2 separate regions of the Danio rerio genome follow, and region 2 is linked to region 1. Evidence: chromatin contacts called from public Hi-C data. All regions are on one chromosome and are shown on one strand. The core of a region is the stretch at or near the end of the contact, and the rest is flanking DNA. Distances in the headings are between cores, read along the strand shown.

Region 1 (3,161 bases), core at 425-2,924:
CAGACTCAGCCCTGCTTAGCTTTAGTGAGCAACTGGTTTTGGGCTGCAGGGTGACATGGCTGTGGCACTTTGTTAAAACTCACTAGGGAAATATTTGAAAAGTAATACACATTTCACAGGAGGGCTAATAAATATTTCTTTAACTGTACATATCCTAGTTTTCATATATTAAAAACTTTTTTTTTTATTTTATGCGAATTAAAATGTCCTGTTTTTACACTTTCTTTGATGCTCCCGTAAGGGATGCTCCACAGAAAAAAAGACCATTAAACAGATTAAATTGACATCAGAGTGAGCAAATCACGACTTCATGACTGTTTGGGTGAACTGCAGAGAATGTGTAATGAATGGGAAACACTATTACTCAAATTATTTTTCTTAAACGCTACAGAAATGACCAACACTGTTGGAACTAACCAGTGTCCTACAAAGGAATAACTTAATTTTTAAACATGTTTAAAAATATGCCAAAAATCCCCCAAAAAAGGTCTCAAGTATTTGGACAGAGCAGCTACAAAGGCAACAGAAGTCAATGGAAAGTCCCTCCAGGACACTTGTGTGTGAATGCAGGCGTCCAACTTTTTTGTCTCCTTTTGAACATCTGCTGTGTTTGATGAAGAGGGCAGTCTGCTAACAGATGGTCATTGCGTCTGACCGGTGGTGTGGCGTTTAGACACACCAGCCCTTGAATGCCAATGGACTTTATAAGATACACGGCACACACACACACACACACACACACACACAGAGGGACTGCGCAGATATCAGTCATCCAGTGCAGGGCGCTGCATTAAACCTCTCGCAGCTCTGTTTTCATGAATAAGCGTGAGCCGGCACGCTGCCAATGCAGGAATGCATCATGTCTGATCAGAAACAGCATCATCATCATCATTGATGGACGCTTTAAGATAGTCTGCTTTGCAAGGCATGAACTGATTTATAACATTTCATGTCAGGTGAAAAAAAAGATACTGATCAAATGTAACAATAACACCATATGTCTATATTTCAGCAGGGAGCAAGATAAAAAATAATATATAAGACATCAAAATCAGCACTGATGCAAATAAAGAGAACAGATTAACCCAGTGTCTATCACTGGGTTGCTGTTGTTTCAGCACCATCTCTGCTGGACTGCAAACCTCTCCTGCGACAAAAAAACCCAGAGCATGTCTTTGACCAGGTCTCCTCCTTTTCATATGCAGATCAATCTCCCTTCAAGACAAATCATCTCAGGCTTGAAAATAAAAATCAGTTCAATTCAGCACAAAGCAGCATTTTAAAACAGATAAAAGTACACACTTCTAGCTCTCCTTTGAGATTAAAACGAAGTTGGCACACATTACGAAAAGTTTGTAAGCATTGCATGATGATGAAATAAGGTTGTGATGTGTACTCTGCCAATGTGAAGCACGGTGTCTGTTGCAGTCAACGGAACAATGCGTCCTTTCTCAAGCAATAGGGATTATCTGTCCCATTAACATCTTCAAAAGCACGGATTAGAGGAATTGAAACAGCAGTGTGTCAGAGAACTTCGGGATGTGCTCAGATATGCGTATGCAAATCGTGCTGACCGTTTAAACTCGATATTATGGCTTTCTGGTAATAATGAAATATAGCGGTTTACCTGTTCGGCGTGTTGCGTCCGCTGCAGGCTTCCTCTCGGAGCGCAGTGAAAGCCGGTGGAAGATGAGCCGCCCACACTGGATCCCGCCCACTGCAGTCTGACCCCGCCTACTACTGAATAATTACCGTAAGTCATGTTGTTGTCGTGGCCGTACATAGGAGTGCGGTAAATTGGGTGTAGACATGAAGACAGAGATGATATATTTTAGGTAAAGTGATGAAAATGGATGGTGACTGTTTTTTTTGTTATTTTAAGCATTATTAAAACATTATTTATAGATTAAAATATAACATAAACAATATATAATTGCTTATGCTTTGTATAATTGTGCAATAATTGCATTGTTATTGTAGATTTCAAATCAACAAACCAGAATTATTTATGATGAATCAAGTAAAACTGCATAAATAACATCTTAAAATATTTGTCACAAAATGTACTATAATGTTATTTTAAACAAATGTTAATATTCATTTTATTTGATAATGGCAGACCATATCATTATTTCATTAGCCTATGCCTTAACATTTCATCCAAATTTTAAATAGAAATACTGTCATTTATAGAGGTTTTGTGTGTGTGTGTGTGTGTGTGTGTGCGTGTGTGTGTTTGTGTGTGTGTGTGTGTGTGCGTGCAGTCATTTGTTGTGATTGATAATCAGATTTATACCATCAAATAGAAATTTGTTAAGCCTTACAAATTTAAAACAGCAGTATATAATTGTGTTGTCTAAAAATAAATATATGTACACGTCGGTCATAAAAGCACAATTTTTGAAAATTCACATTCTTTAAGTATTAAAGGTGCAGTAGGTGATTGTTTTCAGAAACATTTGTTGTTGTGCTGGTTGAAAGTCTCTTCACAGTCCAATAGTAATGATTAAAGTAAATGATCTAAATATATTTATGTTTATTTTTATATTCTGGGTAAGGCATAAGATTAAAAAATGTTTATCCAATAAAAAATTGTCAAGCCGATAATCCCCATAATTCTGATAAGTAGCCCAAACTGTCTGTCAACAAATGTAGATTTACATGCGCACGTCTTTTCATGCAGATCTGCCATTTATGTGTCACGTACATGATTTGCACACAAGAGAGAGAGAGCGGTAAAACAAATTCTGGATCAATACTTTTGAAAGTCTTGAATCAATATTGGAGTTTCTTTTACACGCTGGAGGAAGGACGATACATGGCTGAAGTATTTCTCTTAGACAGGTAATGTCATGTTTTAAAACTATTGTAGTCACGCAAAACTGATGTAGATTGTGTTGTTTTACCAATGGGTTATATGCACGGAAGTCAAAGTCCCTTTAAGGCAAGTCATTTCACCAATAAAATTAAACAACAACTATCCCTTTAGTTTCATTTCTGATGGTCAAAACAAAAGCGGCATATTTTCAGGTTGCCTGAGCTAATGCACATGTGCACTCTAAAGGAATAAGATCGCAACACAAACCTCATTTATGGCTGTTCTACACATTATCATCCTCTGGATAATGATCGTCTGATCGTGCTGCTCTTATGAAGTAATC
Region 2 (3,161 bases), core at 445-2,944, 200 kb before region 1:
AAGCACTGGTACCTCTCTAGCTAATTCATTAAAATGAACAAAACTCAAAATAAAAATCATCTTGTTTTTTTTAGATAGTCAAGACAGGGCTTTGTTGGCGGATGAAGAGGGAATAGTGTGAATAAGTGAATCTGTAGTGTTCCATAAATACCAGAGGGAGGAAGGAAAGGGTCAACCGTGACACCACTGAGGAGGGAAACTACTGTAGATTTTGAGGATTCACAAGCCTTGTTTGGCCAGCGCGGCGGTCACATCTTCTGCTAGCGTGGCCAGCTGTGGTGACTCGTGCATGTTGATGCTCCCGGATGAGGACATGTGGCTGTGTCGGTGAGGGGACGTCCCGCCGGACAGCCCGAGCGTCTCGATCACAATCTCCGCTCCGTGATCCACACGCGCTTTGGCAGCGTCGCGGAAGGAGAGCTTATGGCTTTCAATCTTCAAAAGTAAAAAATAGGATTATGTGACGTGATTGTGAAAAAACAAGCAAACATATGTTTATCAAGAACTGACCTGGATTTGACCTCCTCCAGGTGTATGGTGGGCATTATCCAGGGAGCCCACTTTGGCGTGGGCTTTTTCTCTGAAGTCCAGCTTCACGCTCTCAATGCGGACATGACCACCGCCTGAGACATATGAAAAAAATAAATCACGACAAATTTCTCATCACCTAGTTAGTGCACTGTTAGTGCTAAATTTTATTATATAATAAGATTTTTATAAAAGCACTAGGCCTGCTATAATTAAAAAAAAATCAGACAATAATTAATTCATTAATTATAGATATTAATGTTGCTTTTTTATTTTAAAAAATGTAAAATCGAGGATGCACCAACATTGACTAATTTTGATTTTTTTAAAAAGAGGAATTATGTTCAGTTTAAACTTTTGTTCTGAGTTTTTTCTTTGAGAGTTAATTGTTTAATTATTATTACTTTTGATTATTATTATTATTATTATTATTATTATTAAATATTAGATTTATTGACTGATTTTTAAAGAGTCATTCTTTACATTTACCAAATCAACTGTGGGGATTAAGTCAAAATCAATCAATCACTCAATCAATCAATCAATTCATCATTAAATTAATTAATTCATTTATGTATCAAATATTTATAAAGTTTCACGTGATCCTTCAGAAACAATTCAAATTGTCTTTTCAAGAAACATGTCTTATTACTATCAGTGTTGGAAGTGTTATCAGTTTGTTATCAAGATATTCTGTGCGACACTGTTTCAGAATTATTTGAGGAATATAAATTCTAAATAACAGCAATTATTTAAAGTGTTGGTTTTCTGTACCAAAATAAATGTCTTAAATGTCACTTTTGATTAATTAATTTATCCTTATTTAATAAAAGAGTAATAATAAAATACTGATTCCAAACATTTGAACAGTACAAATGTATAGGCTATTTATCTAAAAAGTACAAAAAGTTCTTTGAAATATACTGTTCTTGTAATATATAAGTATATATTGTTAGTAATGTATTTTAAAAAAAGAAAAAAATACAGATGTCACAGTGAACTGATGATTTTCACTTTGTAAATCTGCATGCACAAATGAACAAGTGCAACATTTAAATTAGATTTTGCAGAAGAGATAATTAAAACACAACCACTAGATGGTGGTCTTGCATCATTCAACAGTCTATTTCTGGCACAGCTCATTTCCACAGCAAGCTGTATGACACTGCAAATCTCCAGTCTGTGTGCAAAATGTCCAGCACTCTCTATCACGCTCACCTGGCCTGTGGCGGATGTTGTCCAATGATCCACACTTGGAGGTCACATGACTAAGATCAATCTTCTTAGACTGAATGTGAATCTGTAAGAAACAGCCAAAGATGAGAACAGAATAAAACAAAACCGGGATGAGAGTCAACCATTTGTTCTTCATATAAGAAGCTGCAAAGAAAATGGTTTTGCCTATAAAACAAACATAATTAATGCGTTAAATGGTTAAGAAGGCACTGTAAAACAGTTAGACACATAAAAACCGAGCTGCAAATCAAACTGATTCATACTGTCTGTACATTTTGCAACAATAAGCAATTCAACACCTACAATAAAGATCAACAATACACAGTCAGAAAACAAACATTCAGCTGAATCAGAAGTGACGCATAAGTAAACATCGTATTTAATAGATTCTGCTATAAATGGAAACAAATTCAGCTTAGTATTTACTGTATCTGGGCGACACAGTGGCTCAGTGGTTAGCACTGTCGCCTCACAGCAAGAAGGTCGCTGGTTCAAGGTCAGTTGGCATTTCTTTGTGGAGTTTGCATGTTCTCCTTGTGCTGTATAAATTGGTGGTTAATTCAGCTGTGGTGACCCCTGATGAATGAGGGACAAATCCCAAAACCAAACAAATAATTATTGTATTTACTAACATGAACAAACACGGAACAGTACATATATCACATTATTTATACATGTTTGATAATGTTTAAATGAATGAGAAGAAACTCGTTCATTTTTTACTCACTCATGGTTTAACTAATGTTAAAAAGCAGGAATTTTAAAGTACTGGTATGATTATTAATAAATGCTGTACAAGTATTGTCCATTATTAGTTTTTTACTAAATACCTTTACTAACCTACTGAAACCATATTGTAAAGTGTGACTGTATATTTAATATGTATTTCAGCCCTGTATTTTTACTATATGCAACATACCTCAAATTGTATTTTAACCTTGTGTCTTATATAAATAAAATAAATCTAGATATTAGTAATCTTCTTTTATCTCTATCTTTTATCCTCAAATTCTAATTCGTAAACTCTCAATTTAAAAATGTTTCTGGAATATTACACATATATTAAAATAATAAACACATATATTTTAAAATATATTTTAGTGAAACTATTTTATATTTTCTGAAATTTCCTCAAAGATATTTTTGAAATAGTTTGACTGCATTTTAATAATAAAAATTAAACATATATATATATATATATATAGTACAAATTATATGTACAGTAAGGTATATTTGGTAACAATTTACAATAAGAATGTCTTAAATAATGTATTTACTAAAATGAACAAACAAAAACAATAAATGTATTACAGCATTTATTCATGTTAGGTAATGTTAGTTAAGGGAAATTAATTCATTCGCTGCTAGTTCAAGTTACCTCATGGTGCATTAACTAA

Evidence for each region. Hi-C and Micro-C count contacts between places; a contact is called where the count stands out from the background.
Region 2: a contact with region 1 is called in a Hi-C map of skeletal muscle, with 4 times the contacts expected there. The contact joins the enhancer-like site here to the promoter of map2 in region 1. A contact is called at or near these places in 5 of 18 Hi-C or Micro-C datasets (caudal fin, embryo, hematopoietic stem cells and 2 more) and 2 of 4 datasets of contacts at active chromatin or transcription factors (caudal fin and embryo).

What each region holds. Positions count from the first base shown.
Region 1 is chr9:40,497,163-40,500,323 of GRCz12tu, reverse strand. map2 (microtubule-associated protein 2) reads right to left here and starts at 1,674. Exons shown (of 15, transcript XM_073912953.1): 1 at 1,628-1,674.
Region 2 is chr9:40,702,169-40,705,329 of GRCz12tu, reverse strand. It overlaps map2 (microtubule-associated protein 2), which reads right to left. Exons shown (of 15, transcript XM_073912953.1): 13 at 1,747-1,828; 14 at 511-623; 15 at 1-435. The coding sequence ends at 220. Among named protein-coding and RNA genes, the nearest start is that of myl1, 16 kb to the left of the region's middle. Within about 2 kb of position 1,694, at least 3 of the 62 cell types and tissues checked have an H3K27ac peak or open chromatin away from gene starts, as enhancers often do.